Regions from separate parts of the Zea mays genome. Here region 2 is linked to region 1. The links are chromatin contacts, called in public Hi-C maps. All regions are on one chromosome and are shown on one strand. The core of a region is the stretch at or near the end of the contact, and the rest is flanking DNA. Distances in the headings are between cores, read along the strand shown. Region 1 holds the start of LOC100278282 (WPP domain-containing protein 2). Region 2 overlaps LOC103647807 (formin-like protein 5).

Evidence for each region. A called contact is a pair of places that touch in the nucleus more often than the background predicts.
Region 2: a contact with region 1 is called in a Hi-C map of tassel, with 3 times the contacts expected there. The contact joins the enhancer-like site here to the promoter of LOC100278282 in region 1. A contact is called at or near these places in 4 of 25 Hi-C or Micro-C datasets (ear, leaf and tassel).

The regions. Positions count from the first base shown.
Region 1 is chr2:215,955,760-215,959,533 of Zm-B73-REFERENCE-NAM-5.0, reverse strand. It overlaps LOC100278282 (WPP domain-containing protein 2), which reads right to left and starts at 1,495. Exons shown (of 1, transcript NM_001151608.2): 1 at 566-1,495. The coding sequence starts at 1,364. The coding sequence ends at 840.
Region 2 is chr2:216,065,743-216,069,499 of Zm-B73-REFERENCE-NAM-5.0, reverse strand. LOC103647807 (formin-like protein 5) reads left to right here. Exons shown (of 19, transcript XM_008672315.4): 15 at 1-30; 16 at 137-279; 17 at 359-615; 18 at 690-773; 19 at 1,046-1,579. The coding sequence ends at 448. Among protein-coding and RNA genes, the nearest start is that of LOC103647807, 13 kb to the left of the region's middle. Within about 2 kb of position 1,874, at least 12 of the 20 cell types and tissues checked have an H3K27ac peak or open chromatin away from gene starts, as enhancers often do. A contact at or near this core is called in ear and tassel, where this site is marked.

The DNA.
Region 1 (3,774 bases), core at 246-2,745:
GTTGCAAAGAGATTTGAATGTGGTATCCTTTGCTTAGACTATCAACCATTGTCCTTGCAGTTTGGTATTCTTCATTGAAAAATGCCAGCTGCTGTCTGTTGTCCTAGATCAAACAATACGGTTCTAACACCATCAGCAAGCATGTCTAATTTACTAGAGATGATTTAACATATTTCGAAATTTCTCTAGAACTGCACTGTTGCATGATTAATGCATAAATAGTACTAGGTATGTGTCTGTGCGTTGACACAAGGCGGAAGAGCGTGGAAAGCAGCACCTAGACTATAAATATAGTTAGCCCCAAATTTCTAGAGCAGAGGGGCGTGGGTTTAAGTGCTCGTTTTGCACTATTTTTGCGGACACTTGGGCATGGGAATTGAGAAGGCTAAAGCCGTAGTAGCACGATGGGTCCACGTTAGATTGTATAGATAGAGAGAGTTCAGCATACATGGGTGGTTATTCAGTGATCACGAAAACAATCCTCTCACAAGCCCAAGTAACACAGTTCAATAATCTTAGTGTTAACCACCTTGCAACCATAAGAAAACAAGAACAATTAGCTCGTCGAAAGGATGCACGGTTGATATATAATAATTCAATATTACTCCCTCCGTTTTTTTATTGTCACGGTTTAGTTAAAAATAAACTAGCGATAAATATTCGAGAATATCATATCCATGAAACAAACATCAGTCCCTCTTGTCACAAGCATCTCATCTCTAATAGATAGATAGATAATGATGTACTAGTAAACATAGGCAGGGGGGACGATAAATAACATTCCGACGAAATGCCAAAATAACAGCAATTGTCGGTGGATCAAAGCGCGGTCCGACGCCTTACTCCTCGTTTACGGCAGCCTCCTCGGTAGGTGGAGCAGTCGCCGACGAGGCCTCCGCGGACTCCTGCGCCTGCGCGCTCCCCTCGGCGGGCGCGGGCGCCGCCGCAGCAGCGGCGGACCGGGTCTTGGCGAGCTCGAGGAGGCGGCGGCTGACCTCCTTGGAGTAGGCCTGGAGCACCTCTATCCCCTCCTCGACGGAGGCCGGGCACTCGGCGGCGGCGGCGGCGGACTTGGAGGCGGCGGCGAAGGCCTCGGCCTCGACGGCCACGGCGGCGCGCTCGGCCTCGGGCTCCGGGACGGCACCGTAGCGCTGGGAGAGGACGCTGGGCGCCGCGAGCGTCTGCACGAGGCGGCGCACCACGGCGTCGCGCGTGCGCTGCGACGGCGGCCAGATACTGAGCGACGGGAGCAGCGCCTCCGCGGCCTTGGCGCCCGCGGCAGCCGGCAGGGCGGCGTCGGCGGATCCCTCGGAGGCCGCGGGCTGGCTGCCCTCGGCGACGGCGTTGGGGGCGTCCTCCGCCATGGCCGCGGCCGAGACTGCGGGGTAGAGTTCGGAGAGAGAGAGAGGGGGGAAAGGGAGAGAGATCTGTGGCGTGGAGGCTGGGTGCCTGGGTGGGGAGAGAGCGGTGCGGGGGGTGTGGGTCAGTGCGTGTGGGGCTGCAGCGAGACTTGCAGGTGGGGTTTTGTTTGGTTCGGCTCCAGTTCTAGATGCTCGGGAGTCTGGACGGGAGGGCAACGACACGTGGGTCCGCACGCGCGGCTGGTGGGTTTCTCGCCATCGGCTGGCCCTCTTTGTGTAACCAGGCTGGACTATATCATCTTGAGCGATGGAAGCCTAGTCGCCTATTGGGCTGGGTTCGGTTTTTTCGTTTTTCCGGCCCACAGTTTCCACTTTCTTTGTACGTTTCTCAAGGGCCTACTTTCCAGGAGATGTGTTACGCAACACACTTCAAATACTTCTTTCCAGGAGTATAGTTTTAAAATACCCTAGTTTATAACCGTACATGGCACAGATATTATTGTATTGTTTTACCACAATAAAACTACGATATTACTTAAAGCCAAGATATGTTTGGTTGTATTAAAAAACCAAAGTATAGAAAACTGAGATCCTGAGTGGAGTTTCCAAAACTCTAAAAATATCATGGTTTTTAGATAAACCATGATATTTAAAACTGTATTTTACCTGTACCAACTAAACACATTTCTTCCCATACCAAGGTATTATCAAATATCATAGTATTGTTTTAAAACTACAAAAATACCAAACTTCCAAACACAGTTCAGAAAGTCATAACGTAACTATGCTGTGCAAAGTGCAAACACAAGTGCAGCCACGTCCAAGTTCGAAGCAACACAACGAGCTCAAGGAGCATCAGATTCAGCAAAGCGATGTGATGACTCAACGGTCCAGATTACCGTGTTCAAAAACAAGTCACAGCTTTGTTCCACGCACGCGGGTGCCATGGTGGCATGGTGCAAGCAGCCACGCTCTCTTCGGGTCGGCCTTGGGCTAGACTAGATAGACCGGCAGGCGGCAGCGTGCATAGGCAGGCTTTGGAGACGATGGAGCTGAAGACTTGTTTTTTAGCACGGTAATGCCTCGGTGGGGAGGAGTTGCGTCCTCGTCCCTCTCGCTCTCTCCGGTTCCCTCGATCGGTTGCTAACATTTGGTAGCAAACTAGGATTCCATGGAGGCGATGCAGTGTATTCTCGACGAACTGGCACGCATGAAGGCGCGCTTTACAAGCGCGTTGGCTGGCCACTGGGGCGAACAGTCTGCATACGCGTGCAGTGACGGACCCAGGAACTGATGACAGCCTAGGCGAGAATACGGTGTGATCCCCACGCCTGTGCTCGTGCCACGTGCTGCTTGCTTCCGTGCACTGTGCTCGCGCATTGCCCTCCATTGCAGCCGGCGAGCCAGCCCAGGCCACCGCCTGCGGTGCCTGGGTGGTGAGTCCGCCCCTGTACGCGTGCACTTCCTCCGACGACAGATCCGCACCGGATTACATCGAGCCCACCAACGAGTTCGTCGACAACTTCACCTTCGCGTGCGCGCACACGAACATGGGTGAACCTGTCGGGTGGCAGGGATCGGTCGCAGCCCGCTCTCACTACCGGACCAGGTCTCATCGCAAATCTTTGGCACGATCCACGCACACAAGCTACGAGCAGACATCGACCCTTGCCGTGCCTACCGCGACGACATCCAGAATCACCTAGTCGAAGCTCCCTCTGCCAAGGAGGACCCGCAGCTACAAAAGGAGGTGGTAGAGTCGTCCGAGTCGGAGTCCGCGCGTCCTCCTGTCGGCTACAACCGCTACGTCGAGCCTGGCTTCCATGGCTCCATCCAGCCATTTGAAGCATCATACGCGTCAACATATGGTTCTTCGTTTTGTCCCGCTTTTTTGTCGGGCCGACCCTCCTTTTATAGACCAAGGAAAGGGTTAGTTACATATGGCCTCTCTTGGAAGGGATCATTGCCTGGTAAAGTGAGATAGTTCTCTCTCAGTAAATATCTCCCCGTGTGTCATTTTTTGTTCCGTATAAATGACCCGTTGTGACTTTTCAAGGCTATTGGTGAAGCGTGCCGACGATAGGAGTTTGTGGCTTGGTGCATTGAACAAGGACTTATGAGTTGTCATTCGAGCCGATTGATCTGATTTGTGCATGGAACAAGGACTAACAATGTGTCAAATCCTTACTTAGCGTTTCATATTGACTTGGCGATTTTTCTTTTTCTTTTTTGAATGAAATGGCAAGAGCTCTGGCTAATAATTACTAGGAGAGAGTTCAAAAAATACACTGTATAGGTCCAAGGACCGAGATAAGACAGACTAGCAAACACAACGTGAGGAACGCTCCCAGCAGACCCACACAAATCAGCTAAACCACTGCAGCAATCCTAATACTGGAGGAACATGGCTCTC
Region 2 (3,757 bases), core at 625-3,124, 110 kb before region 1:
AGGATCCTGTCCGTTGCCCCTTCGAACAAGGTAAGCAGATCTATTTTATTTGAACATGTTCGGTGTAAATTATTATCTGTAGGATTTTGCTGGTTCAAGTAAATATTTGATCCCTGCGGTGACTATTTTTCTGCAGTGATCTCCACCCTCTTAACTTTTGTAACAACATTTCGAAAAGCACATGAGGAGAACCTGAAGCAAGCTGAACTTGAGAAGAAAAAAGCTGAAAAAGAGGCAGAAGCAGAGAAGGCCAAAAACGCACAATTAACTGGCAAAAATGTATTTTCTTTCTTATACTTCGCATTTTTTATGAACTTCATAAGCCATTATATTTATGGGTTTTAAATACTGTCCGCAGCACTCTAAATCATCAAATCCAAGCCGACAAGCTAAGCAAGCCATAGAGAGGACAAGATCTGTAAGCAGACGAGGAAGAGATGCTGGGTGATTATCCCGAATGGCCGGCTATTGTGGCTGTGCTTCTGATCTGCTTGCGAGGCAAATGAACGACCGCATGATGCATTTCTGGCAAGGGGAGTTTCGTGGACGGACGCCGTGGCATCCGTCGGGTGCAGCGCGATCGCATCAAAGAAACTTTACATGATACCAGCTGCGGTATTTTGTGCTGGCATCTCTTCCAACACATCGAAATCGTTTTCTTCAAATTACTAACTAGTTTATTATTACAGGACTCTCACTGGAGAATGCCGGCTTCTTTTTTTATCCATATCGTCCATCAGGGTCCAGTGCTAACTTCTGACTGCTGTAAAGAGGTGCTAACACTGACGCTAACTCCATTCTTTCTTTTGTTTTTTCATGTTAATTGTCCATTCTTTCTAACAACGGTGGTCAAGTAATAGTACAGACTGGTGTTTTGGTGGGAAATTGTAAAAAATAGGCATTAGGGTAGAAAATGTATGGATATAATGTAGGAGTATCAGCCTATCAGGAGTAAATATGAGATGTAAAGCTCAGCCCGTAGTTTAGATGTAAAGTTTTGTACTGAGTATATTCTCACTTTCTAATTTCTATGATCACGATGCAGCGAATGCGTCGTCACACCCAGCGTAGCCAATTCATCAGGGATCTGGAGGAGGCCAGAAAGGACGAAGCGGCGGCGGTGCCGTGTCCTACGGTCCTACCTGTCAGTTGCCGCGGTGTCCTCCTGTCCTGATCCACGTCGCCGCCACTGACAGACTCCTCTCTCACCGTGGCACGAATTGATGAGCCACGAATTGAGGATTGATCAAGGTCTTGGCATCAACAAAGCTGCCAGCGGTTTTTCAGCTTCATTTTAGTTTGTTTATATAGATCTGTGCCTTGATCGAGGTAGGACGATTCCTAGTTAGGCTTTGTTCGTTTACACCAATCCCGCTCTGGATTAGCATGGATTGGAATTAAATCCATACCTCAATCCATGCCCCAAAATAATCCATGACTACTTAATTTTTTTTGTTCGGTTAAACCCATCATGGAATATAAACCAAAGGTTTAGGAATTTTTTAAACTATGGAAGACATGGATTCTATCCATAGCCCATTAGGTATGGAACAAATCCATGAGATATTGCACAAGTTTACATTAGAATCCATGGATCAAAAGAATAACTAGCTTTGAAAGTCACATGGATTTGTTGATGGATTTAATCCCACCATGGGATTGGGTGTGAGATATGGATTCACCCAATCCATATCCGGATTAAATCCATGGTGGGATTATATCCCATGTAACCGAACAAGGCCTTATGAGTTTCAATTTCTTGTACGCCAAGGACTGGATCTGGAACTGCGGTCGGTCGGTTGTAACGTTGCTTTATTATATGGCTTCAAAGAGGCTAGGAAATGAGACTGAGGCGCTAGAAAAGAAGGTTGTGGAGTGGGGTGAGCCCAGTGTGCCGTCCGGCAAGCAGGTAAGTTGGACGACAGTATAGTATAGGTGTGCTCTCCTCTCCACGCGTACAACAGTAGCAAGAATAGCAAATCTCCGTGCGGCTGATGGCTGCTGATTGCGTAGACATCATTCTGGCTTTGTTCGGTTTTGGGTATAGGGTTTATCTCCGTCGTCATCTTTCCTTTTTCTAAAAACCGGAGATAAAACTGGTTCATTAGAAACTCATGTGCTTCCAAACAAGCACTTATTCTCGCTGATATCATCATCAGCTAAGTACGTGTATAACAAAACTTATTAGACTTTATCTAGATTACGCTACTAATTCACACCCCTTTCACAACTCTTAGCAGCTCCCAAGCAACCTTTCTTGCGACATGAAAGTGAAAGGAAAATGTGCTTTTGGCTCATTTTCAGTTATTTTGGTGATTAAATGTTCAACACATTACTAAGAACTAACATTCCTCTTATGAGCATGAGCACGGGTGTTTCGAAAGAAAATTGAAGCAAATATATGTTTCTAGCACTTGGTCATTTGTTTTAGGTGCTAACAATATTCATCTAAGGGCTAGGGAACTTCTCAAGTCGAGCCAAAAAGCAGTGAAGAAGTTTGGCTAAGTTGGCCAAACTTGGGCTAGCCTCGGCCTCACCGAACAGTCACCCAACACGTGCTCAGGCGAGTCAGAACTGCGCTTGGGTGAGTCGGTGATGTGCTCGGGCGAGTCGTGACTGCCTCGGGTGAGTTGTGACTGCCTCGGGCGTGAACTGTCTGCCTCAGGGTTAGTAAAGGGATGGAGAAGGTTCGAGAAAAAAATATTGATATAATGAAGCACAACTCATGTGATTTCGAGAAAAAAAGAAACATTGGTATGTTTTCTAGCTAGTAAGTTTAAGTGAAAACCACAACCTTCCATTGCGCAAATGGAAGTATTTTTCTTAAAAATTGTGTCCTTTTGGACCTAGTTGTTTGAAGAATTCCCTGTGCTGCATGGACTTCTTAGAGCCTTCATATAAGATTTCATTAATTTTAAGTGGGCAAAACCAGCAAGTTCAAAAACAACAAACAAGCTAAAATACATGTGAGTAGTTCATGTAGATAGGTAAACTTTTCTTTTTTTGTGCTTGTTCGAAAAGAAAGGTATACACAGTTTAATCTATCTTAGATGCTGAAACTGACATTGTGAAGTTTCATTGTGTTCTTATGAAACTGTATGATAATTGAGTGTCTCGGTATCTCAATTGCTTCTAAACGGGCATTAGTTGCGTTGTGTAGAAACTGAAAGAGTTCACCGACAATGCTGGAATCGTTATCTTCATTGTTTTCCGAAGTGGTATGCTTTCTTTATCCGTGCTCATAGTTCACATGCAATGTGCCCTTCATTTCTTGTTGGTTGAATAATTGAATTTAAACTTGGTTCCAGGGTAAAAAGGCTGACGCGATGATCAAGCATTTTGGCGAGGATCCTATCCGTTGCCCCTTCAAACAAGGTAAGCAGATCTACCCGTAGGAATTTACTTGGTTCATCAAGTAAACTAGAAGAGGAGGCACCCATTCGGGCGCCCTATCGGGAGACAGTAAAGAGACAATAGTATTTGCAATATAACCATATACATAAGAAGTCATTGCAAAGATATATACATGTATAATAAATTAACATCAAAATCAGCTGGATCACAAATCAGGCATCAATGTTGTGTTTAGCCATATGTTACACAAAGTGCTTGGGATTCATGTGTACCAAAACTTCATGGTTGTCAGTTTTAAATACCAGTGGTCCAAAAATAGCACACACACATCGTTCATCGCAAATTCGAGCATCATATTAGTAAGTGTTGCCTCTACATAAAAGTACGAAGTTCATTTCTTCGG